Regions from separate parts of the Zea mays genome. Here region 2 is linked to region 1. A link is a contact called in public Hi-C data. All regions are on one chromosome and are shown on one strand. The core of a region is the stretch at or near the end of the contact, and the rest is flanking DNA. Distances in the headings are between cores, read along the strand shown.

The links. Hi-C and Micro-C count contacts between places; a contact is called where the count stands out from the background.
Region 2: a Hi-C map of tassel shows a contact between it and region 1, with 2.3 times the contacts expected there. The contact joins the promoter of LOC103650268 here to the promoter of LOC103652042 in region 1. A contact is called at or near these places in 2 of 25 Hi-C or Micro-C datasets (ear and tassel).

What each region holds. Positions count from the first base shown.
Region 1 is chr3:111,788,468-111,793,959 of Zm-B73-REFERENCE-NAM-5.0, forward strand. LOC103652042 (RING-H2 finger protein ATL70) reads right to left here and starts at 1,868. Exons shown (of 1, transcript XM_020550267.3): 1 at 498-1,868. The coding sequence starts at 1,058. The coding sequence ends at 603. mbd105 (methyl binding domain 105) reads left to right here. Exons shown (of 3, transcript NM_001111704.2): 3 at 1-415.
Region 2 is chr3:112,321,763-112,327,281 of Zm-B73-REFERENCE-NAM-5.0, forward strand. LOC103650268 (Core-2/I-branching beta-16-N-acetylglucosaminyltransferase family protein) reads left to right here and starts at 1,775. Exons shown (of 2, transcript XM_008675877.4): 1 at 1,775-3,389; 2 at 3,940-4,602. The coding sequence starts at 2,254. The coding sequence ends at 3,339.

The sequences.
Region 1 (5,492 bases), core at 618-3,117:
CGGAAAAACCTGAACCCCTTCCGGCGCCGTGTATCTCATTTAGGAACAAACATTCGCATTCGCATTCACATTGTTATCAGTTAAAAAGTCTATGGAACGGTAAGCATGTTAATTAGTCAGTCTGACGCTGCTGGGTGACAGGTTGGTAATTAGGCTCTGCATTTAGCTGTTTTGTATGGCTGCTGTCGCCGCCATACATGTATCATCTTCTTGTGGTTGTATGGTACCTAACCGCGTAAACATGTTAACCTTAGGCCATGTATTAATTACTCCGCTCTAATGTTTGTATGTGTATTGTCAAACTTGCAGAACCAGTTGCATGCATGAAAAATAATAAGTGTCTGGGTATCTATGGGTGCGGGGTACCCATCTCCGCACCAGCGCACCCAGCCAGAAACAGCAGTTTGTTTGGATCTAATCAGAACCCGATGCTATTTGCTGGATGTGATGCTGATGCCTCTCTGAATTCGTGTGGCTGCTCGCGGCTGGAATGGATGTTTCTCAACTTTCTTCCATTCTATATGCTGTTATGCTAGTACAAAACAATGCTTGTATTTTACATCTTGTACCCCGGAATCTGCTGAGTAGTAAACAGCAGCAGCTCAGGACAGCGGGGCAACGGCCAAAGGCTTGGCGGCGGCGGCGACGGGGGTGGTCACCGGCGGCGAGCGGCACACGGGGCACGTCGGGTGCAGCCGCAGCCACCGGTCGACGCAGCGCTGGTGGAAGGCGTGCGCGCACTGGGGCAGCACGCGGAGCACGTCCCCGGGGGCGTACTCGCCCAGGCACACCGCGCAGCACGCCCTGGTGGCCGCCTCCTCGTCGCCGTACACCACCTTGGGCAGCGCCCGGAGCGCGGCCTCGTCGAGCCCCGCCTCGACGTCCTCCACGCCGCCCACGAACACGGCGGTGACCGTGCGGCGGTGTGCGCGGCGGGCCTCGTCGTCGTCCCTCAGGCGCGCGGGCGCGGCGCGGCGGGAGCACGCGCGGAGCAGGGCGGCCACGGTGACCACGGCCAGCACGCTGACGACGGCGAAGGCGGCCTCCAGCCTCACCATCCCGCGGCGGTCGAGTGATCGAGCTTGGCTGGCTGCCCGGCGAGGCGATGCTCCGCGTTGCGTGGGATGCGAGTGGGGTGGGGGTGGGGGTGACGGAGGGAGGTGGCGCTCTGCTCAGTGGTTGCTTGTGTGGATGGGGTCGCATGGCCGGGACATGCCCTGATGGCACCCGGCGACAGTGACGTCGTGAAGTGACGCAGAATCTACACCTTCATCATCACTAGTCCTCCTGCGCAGTTGAACCGAGTCTCAAACTTTGGAAATTATTATATAGTTCGTAGGCTTCAACGATTATAGGCTCATGTATAGCCGCAAACATTGTTGCAACTTGCAAAAAACAAAACAAAAAAAAAACGATTTCTTTTGCACGAACATGCGTCAAGCGTGACATCGCGCGCTGAACGAACAGGCTATTTATCCGCCTTGTTTAGGGCGGAAGTGGGAGTACAGGCGGAGCTAACTTGGTGCCACCGTGGGCCCTAAACCACCCTTAATTTTATTTTATTTTAAGCTAAACCGTAACTGATAAGCTGTCAAAATCACGAAGGTTGCACGTTGATCGCCATACAATTTGTCTTCTATTTACATCTACGACGGGCTCGGAAACATGAGTTGCCGTTCCAGGCTTGTTTGGGAGGTATACGATTGTCAGAAACTCAGAATTCGAACTCAAACCTGAACTTGCATGCAAAGGTCGTGGTGTCACCGGCTCTCTGACTCTTCTTGTTTACTCTAGAAAACAAGAAAAAAACATTGGCTGGGAGAAGGAGATGGTAGATCGTGGTGGCACTCTGTTTTGTCTTTAATGTAATGCCGAAGCTCTGCCATCAATTGAAATAGAACATAACTTAGAGATGGCAAAGAGTACCTGCCCGCTACCCGAAATTCAGTGTGTTTTAACTCTTTTAGGGCATGTGTTTATGCTAATTTCTCTATTCATGGGTTTGTTAATAGACTCAAATGGAACCCAACAGATATGTGAGAATGGGTTTATTCCACTGTCCATACCCGCAAACCCATGAATTTTTAAAATCCGCATTAAAATCAACATAATTTACACATATGTCTCATAATATTATTAATTTAATATGTTCTAGTTGAAATAAACTTCATGTAACAAAGTTTAAACTAAAATTAGTATTGTATGTCAAAATTTTATATTGGTCATGGGTATGATTTTTTAGCAGACATTTTATTCGTGGGTACATATTAGGACAAGTGATACGTAACAGGTTTGTACCCATTGCCAACTGTAAAAAAAACTCGCTGATAGACGTATTGTAAGTATATTGCATGTATCTATTGTTGCTAGGCAACCGTAATATGTACGGTTTCAGTATTTGACTAACAGGATAAATTAGATATGAATAGCATTGGTAGATTAAACTGTTATCTTGTTCTAAGGTTGTATGAATAGGACTAGAGGATCCAACTGGTTATCTTTTTTCCATTGTTGTAATTAAACTAATTAAGTATATGTCGATTCAGCTTATGCAAGCAATTATTACATGAGATTATTTCTGCTTTCGTGATATATTTCACATGATTGCATCTGTGATCAACCCTTCAGCTATACGTGTGTTGTTACCCAGGTGTTGCCATCGATCTGGGCACCAAACACTGGAACGGACCGTCTCGTGGTGCTTTCTGCGGAAGCGCGGACGGTCCGCGGCGCAGGGTCGGACGGTCCACGACCTAGGTGCAGGAGCGACTCCTCCTCTGCGTATGTCCCAACGGTCCGCGATGACGTAGAGGGTCTTCTTCGTAACAGACCTAGATCTCCCCTCCCGGGAGGGACCTCGTCTGGGAGGAGGATCCTAGGGTGTGTCTTGTCATCGGCAGGCCATCCAAGATGTCTCTAGTCGACGTAGAGTCGAAGAGATGTGAAGATTTGAGGTAGAGGGAGACTAAAGTAGGGCTAAACTAGAACTAGTCCTAATGCATAAGGTAAAACGAGAAGTAGAATTGAATGTGTCGATTGTTGGGGGTTCAACCGGTCATATCCCTTCATCTATATAACGGGAGAGGTCTAGACCCGTTACAAGTCGGTTGTCGAGTTAACCCCGCAGGTTTAGCTAACACATCTCGCAAGAAATTTAGAATCCTAACTGATTCTGCGCATGCGCGGATGGTCTGCACCGCTATGTCGGACAGTCTGGACCACAGAGCGTCTGGCCTCAGGGTCGGACCGTCTGCAAGGACGTTTTTTGTGCTCGACACCAGGTAATGTAGGGATAGATGGCAGACGATGACGTGGCTGCTAATTAAGATTCGTGGACGGCGACATGCATCTTGACCTTTTTGAACCACCTCTTTCTTCTGTGTGGGCACACGATGTCAAGCAGACCCTCTTCATATTGGCCACGATAAGTCGAGGGTGGCTCTGCCGCTTTAGGGCTGGTTTGGTGGATATGGAATTGGAGGGGATCTATGGGGGATGAAAGGGAAATGAGCTTATACATTTTCTATAATCGATTTTGGTGTTTGACGTCGATCACAAACCACGTGGACTAACTTGTTTGCCGAGTTGTCTATTATCTCAGGTGCATAAAGTTCAACATAAACCAACAAAGAAAATGAGTTGGGAACTCTTCAAAGTTTGGAGCAAAAGACAAGTAGAGGTGCTACCAATGGCGCACCGGACACTGTCCGGTACCTAGGTCAAGCATCCCCACAAACTGGTCGCTCTTGGTTTTTTTGAGAATCGCTCCGCTATAATTCACCGGACTGTCCGGTGTGCATCAGACATGTCCGGTGAGCTAACGGAGCAACGATCAACTGCGCCCAACGGTCGACTGCGATGTACAATAAAAGTGAATAGTGCGCAAGTCAGAAGTCAGAGCTGCGAAGTCAGAATGCACCAGACTGTCTGGTGTGCCACCGGACTGTTCGGTGCCACAAGAATACAAGAGACTTCAATGGTCAACCGCTCCAAACCCCAACGGTCTACTCACGTGGCAGGCACCGGACAGTGAACAGTGTCATGTTTGGTGCACCACCGGACTATCCGGTGTGCTATCGACAACAACGACTAGAATAGTGGTTGGGGCTATAAATACCCTCCAACCACCACCATTCAAGCCATCCAAGTTTTCTAAGCTCTGCATTCAATACAAGAGCAAAAGCATTCACTACAAGACACATCCAAAAGATCAAATCCTCTCTAAGGCTCAAAATCAACTCAATTGCTTATTGACTTGAGAGAGGGTGTTTTGTGTTTCTTTTGTTGCTTGGATTGCTTTCTCCTTCCCACTCTACTTCTTCTAAGTGCTTTGTAAAGCTAGCCAGAGACATCTAGCTAGAGACATCTAAGTGTGTGGTGATCCTTGCGGGGTCTTAGTGACCCAAGTGATTAAGGAGAAGCACTGGACCGGTCCGTGTGACCGATTGACAGAGGGAAAGGGTTGGAATAGACCCGACCTTTGTGGCCTCCTCAACGGGGACTAGGTTCTTTGGAACCGAACCTCGGTAAACAAATCGCCGTGTTCATTTGTGTTGATCTCCACTTGATTTGTTTTCCCTTCTTTCCTCTCTCTAAAAGTTCCCTTGCTCATATTGATTTGAGTTGGCTCCCAAAGCTACCCGCATTGATTGAGCAACTCCTAGCAAGGAGAACTATCTTCCGCACTCCGAATTATTTCTAACACTAACCCCCGGGCATAGCGCGTGTTCAAAGTTCACAATTTTCAGGTTTCACCTATTCACCCCCTCTAGGCGACTTTCAGGGGAGTAATCCCCTTCATATTCAAATTTGAATAGGGAAGGGATTCCTCCCACATGGATCCTCTATAATTCCCTATCCACCAAATTAGCCCTCACCGTTCGGGCCGGGTCTTCCTCCGCAAACTATGCCCAAGAGCCACCAGGGCTCGGACAACGTGTCGCGGCCACCACGGCGCGCACCTCCTAGTTGTCTTCCTATAGGACACGGTGGGCGACAAATCCGTCGTCGTCCACCGTGCCACGGTGCATTAACTATCTATGCGTCGATGATGGATTTTTGCGCTAGCAGCGCGCAGCCAGAAGCAACACAAAGACCACCACATTACGTTAGGGATGTAATATGGTTCGGAAAATATCCATCCGGATCCGATTCGAAGATGGTGAACACTGGTTCGGATGGAATTTTCAGATATTCGGATTTTTTCGGATAACCGATACGAATACAGATATTCTGTCCGGATATCGAATTTGAATACAATATGTCTGATATCCATCAGATATCGAATATCCAGATATCTTCTCGGATATCCGGATATCTTATCCGGATAGCTATGTGCATTTTGTTGATTTTTTATAGAAAAAATTAATAAAAGCCAAATAACCTAAAAAATTCATGAAATTTTATGGAGGCATAACATATGTCCACATATAATTCTCCAAAATATTTGGACCATAAATTCCACAAACTTGTTGCATGAATTACACGTGAAA
Region 2 (5,519 bases), core at 525-3,024, 530 kb after region 1:
GCAGGCGGTCGCTGGCAGGTGGGGTCCACCTGTCAAGCGACGAAGAAGCGCGCTGGCGTCCTGGCTAGGCCGAGTTGGGCCGGCTTGGGCTGAAATGAGTTTTTCTTTTTTCAGGGATTTTCTTAATGCTTTTCTTTTTATTTTCTCTAGGGTTTTCAAATCAAATTCAAACCAAGTTTCAAATTCAAACCCACTCAAACATGTGCATCAATTCAAAGAATATTCTAGGCTCAGCATGATGCAACAATTCATGACTCATATAGTTTTGACAAAGTAATTAACTAATCCCTCACTTAAGTAACCCAATTCTATTAAAAAGGAAGAGAGAGGGGTGACTAGAGAGAAAGACAATGATAACACTTGAATTTGGTACGCATTTAGAGAAGAAATTTTATACCCCTAAATTGAGGGTGTTATACTATAGATATGATATAAAAAATCATTCAAACTCAACACGATACGAAGCCATATGCAGTGTGACACTTTTATATAGTACCACTCCATTAAATGAAGGAGGACGAACGATCGAGTGAGCTATAAAGAAAGAGAGTCGAGTTTTTTTTCAACTCGTACCTTTTTCAACCTTTTGCATAAAGTAAATTATAATATTTATTTTTATTAATTTAATATTAATATCTGGTATATAGATCGTATATTTAATTTGATGTTAAATTTATTTACCCTCTAGACTGGCTTATTAGGTTCTCTTGTCAGTGACTAGAGATGGCAATGGGTACCCAAAACCCGAAACCCGATGGGTTTTTACCCCATTAGGGTACGGGTTTGGGTCAATTTTCATACCCATGGGTTTGTTAATGGGCATAAATCTATACCCGGCGGGTTTATGGGTACGGGTTTGTTCCTATAGTACCCAAACCCGTGAACCCGTGGGTTTTTTAAACCCGACCAAACCTAGTGCATATTGTCATTTTATTTTATAAATGACCAACAAACTTGTTATTCCTTATTTACTTCATAATTTTTATTAATTGATGAATGTATCAGTAGTCGATGAGAGTGTTGCTTGCTTGCTATTATAGTTTTTACTAGCGTTATATATGTGGTGGATGGATAACTTAGTGCAAGGTCACTTAATTATACAACTTATTATTTGTATTTCATTCTCTCTACTAATAATTTTTATACCAAATCATGAACTCGTTGTTCATTACATAGATTTTGGATCATGATCTCATTAATCATTACGATACTTATTGATTATGAGAAGAACAAGTATATTGGAGATGAAACCCACGGGTAACTCATGGGTACCCGCTAACCCGATGGGTACGGGTTTGGGCAAAATCTCAAACCCGTCATGGGTACGGGTTTTTAATGGGCATGGATATTTTTCACGGGTACAGGTTTGGGACGGCAAAACCCAGCGGGTTTATACCCGTTGCCATCTCTATCAGTGACACATCACTGCTAGTAACACCTGGCCCAATTCAATCAATAACACCACATTAAATATCATTGTATGCCATAACAATAATTAATACCATCAAATATAACAATAATTAATACCATCAAATATGATTATGTGCCTTATCAAACACAAGTACTTCAAAAGCATCCTGTTTATTTGACTTTAATCCCTACCCGTTTCTACTATTTTTATAGTATTTTTGTTTCTATAAATTAGAGTTGTACCGTTTTAAACACCTAACTTTAATCCGAACCAATAAGCTATTAATTATTATTGGATTTTAATGGGAATTGGGATACATCAAATCATTTAATTAAGATGATTGATTGCACGGATATTATATTTACGGATATTATATTTACGGTACCCCTTGTGTCCGGATAAAAGGCAGCGAGCGCCATCGTTCATCACTCCCTCGTCCCCCTTCCACTTTCCCCACCTCACCCGGTCACCCCTTCTCTGCCTCGTCTCCACTCCTCCCCCCGCCGCCCTCGCCCCAGAGCCCCGCCGCGCGATTGGGCTCTGCACCCTCCTCGGATCCGCTGCCGCACGTCGTCGCCAATCGACATTCCCCGTTTCCCTCCGCCGGTTCCCGTTGCTGCGCCTGCCTGCTTTACCCCCTTACCGTTTCCTGACCCTGTCCTGGTTCGCGGGTTTCCCGAATTCGCGCGCTCTTGCGGCGGCGAGATCCGGCCCGCTCGTCGTAGGGAGAGGGAGCCGACCGCTCCTGATCCGAGCCGCGCCCCGCGGGGGTTTCGTATCCCGTTCTCCCTTCTGGTCCGGCCACAGGATCGCAGTCGCAAGGCTGAGGAGCAGCAGGGGAGATGGCGCCGCCCTACGTGCTGTCGCTGCTGCTGCTGCTGGTGCTGTCCGTCCCGGCCGTCTTCCTCGTCGCGCCGCGCCTCATCCCGCCCCGCGCGCTCCCGGCCATCCCGGACGCCGACGAGACGGAGGACCTCGCGCTGTTCCGCCGCGCCGTGCTCCTCTCCGCCGCGCCCTCCTCCAAGGCCGGCGCTGGCCCCGCCTCCCCCTCGCGTTTCTTCGGCGCTGCCCACCGCCGACAGAGGAAGCAGAAGGTGGCCTTTCTCTTCCTCACCAACTCCGACCTCGTCTTCGCCCCGCTCTGGGAGAGGTTCTTCGCGGGCCACCACGGCCTCCTCAACGTCTACGTCCACGCCGACCCGGCTGCGGCGTTCGCCCTCCCGCCCACGCCCTCCTTCCGCGGCCGCGTAATCCGGGGGAAGGCCACCCAGCGCGCCTCCGCCACGCTCATCTCCGCCGCGCGCCGCCTCCTCGCCACCGCGCTGCTCGACGACCCGGCCAACCACTTCTTCGCGATGCTCTCCCAGTCCTGCGTCCCGCTGCGGCCCTTCCCGGCCCTCTACCGCACGCTCACCGCTGACACTGCCGGCCCGCGCGGCCGCCACCGCAGCTTCATCGAGATCCTCGACGCCGAGCCCACTCTGCACGACCGCTACTACGCGCGCGGCGACGACGCCATGCTCCCGGAGGTGCCCTACGAGAGCTTCCGCGTCGGCTCCCAGTTCTTCGTGCTCACCAGGAGGCACGCTGTCATGGTGGTCAGGGACAGGAGGCTTTGGAACAAGTTCAAGCTGCCGTGTCTCGTCAAGAGGAAGCACTCGTGCTACCCGGAGGAGCACTACTTCCCGACGCTGCTGGACATGCAGGACCCCGCAGGATGCACCAAGTTCACGCTCACCAGGGTGAACTGGACCGACTCCTTTGACGGCCACCCGCACACGTACCAGCCGGAGGAGGTGTCCCCGGAGCTCATCAGGGACCTCAGGAAGTCCAATGGCACATACTCCCACATGTTTGCGCGCAAATTCGCGCCTGGATGCCTTGCGCCGCTCATGGAGATTGCCGACTCTGTCATTCTCCGTGACTAGGCTGCTTCTTAGCATCCCTCCGTTTGCATTGCACGACCGGAAGAGCTGAGGTAAATAACGTCCTGCATTTGTTCCAGTTTCTACTGTGCCAAGTTTCGTTAGGTTGCAATGGAAAACAGAGAGCACGGATAGGAAATTGATCATAATCAGGGGGTGTGTTTGATTCAAATAAATCCTTTCAACTGACTTACAGAAACGTTATTAACCTCTCATATTAAGACTGTAGAGTGCGGTAGTGCCTTACCACCTTACGTATTCACACAAAAAACTTTTGGAACCGTTAACTTGCAAGAGTAATAGCTTAGTAATTGTATTAAGTTGGGCATTTCATATTTGGTTGCATCTGGGTTTATTTGCTTCAATGCATATATTTCGTAAACAAAACAGATAGTTGTAGGATGTTACCTTACTTCTTCACATTCACATGCTTGCAGACTGTTTAGCCTGTAGAAGAACATAACGTAGTATTAACTCTGATAGCATGCAGAAGATTGCAAGACCATATTTGCCGCTGTATGGCCCATTTCTTGGTCTTAAGCTGGGGGGTCATGGATCAGGTTCATGAAAAGAATATAACGGAAATTTCGTATTCCCCTGCAGGGTTGTGATGTGATGAACAAGCGTAAGCTGACCCCATCCATCCCCCCTTTGGAATTCTTCAGCACCGAACCTACCTTGTTCTTCTGCACCTGCAGTTGCTCTTTGGCAAAAGATCGATGCCACGCCTCGGAGGGTACGGTGGCTGTGGCAGTGTCTGTGTCTGTGCCGACGGGCCCCGCGCTGCCTCTTGTGAGTATGTTCTTTTTGTGCGTCCTTGTTTCTTTTCTTTTTTCCAGTGAGAGAGAGAGAGAGCTGGCTAAAGATGAGGGAGAAGCTGGCACGTAATAGGGTCGATAGTTAAGCATGATCATCCTGTGTATTTGCATGGAGACAATCTGTCGGTACATGCAGTGATGGTTTGTAGTAGTATATGTTACATATATTGCATGTGTCAATATCACGCCTTGTTGAAATACATCATTGTGTGTCGTGGCACCGGTGGGGGTGCCTTTTTCTAGTCATCTGTTAGTGTACGTGTAGGGTCGACGTCTAACGTCTTGCAGGCTTACACCTGTCTTTTCTTCTTTGCTTAAAGCCTGAAGATCAGCTTTGTCTTGTTCAGAAAATCCTAAAGAGCAAAAGTGCAATGCCAGTACTAACAAATCAACTGACTACAGCAAGCATTAAACAACGGATTATTATATCATGTTCTATGTTGGACGACGGATCAAGTTGTTCTGAATTCTGTGCACACCCCAAACCTTATGTGAGCTATGTCTACTTCGAAGCGCACAGATGTTTTAATCTCTTTTCCGGGTTAGCTGTATGTACCTGGAAGCAGCCAGTGGGTTCCTACCACAGATTTTTAGGCCAAATAAAGCGGGTTCCTACTACAGTTCTCCATGTTTTCTTTTCCGGTGTTTCTGTCCTGGTTTTTGGTTGCTTCTTTGGTAGGGAGGTGTGGTGGGTGCATGGAAAGGGATGCCGGGCCTAATCTGAATGCTACTTTATATATGCTGATGTGCTCAATCAACAACCGCAAAGCCAGCAGCTCTGTATTGTATCCTTGCGACTTTGCGAGGAGATTTCGTGCACCGTTCATGACGGCAGCATGATGAGAACGAGAACGACCCCTCGTTACGTGCTGCACTGCCACTGCTGCTGATATGCTGGAACGATGCGGTGGTGCTGAACTGGTAGTAGGCTTCCATGGCTTCGAGCTGTAACCTGGAATCCTAAATATGACGTGCAGTGTTCTGAATGCACATGGCTGTTCAGATTGCGGTGGCACGATATTGACAGTGTTCTGAATTCACACGCCCTTCTTTTCATGTGCTGTTCAGATTGCGGTCGCATGATACTGAATTTTGTCAGAGGAATTTGATCCCCCCCTGCCAAATCCACCCGAGGAAATAGAAATTCTTGCGAGTTTCTTCAAAATTGAATGGATGTCGTTGGTGCTGTGGAAGTCCGTTTGAAGGTTCACACTGCCCTATCCATAAAAGGCTATAGAATTAAGAGCATCTAGGTGTCTTAAAATAGTGTTCTAAGAGCATCTCCAACAACAAACCCTAAAATAGAGTCCTAAAATTTGAAATAGGACCATATTTACAATGTTTAAGGTCTCAAAAGAAATGTTT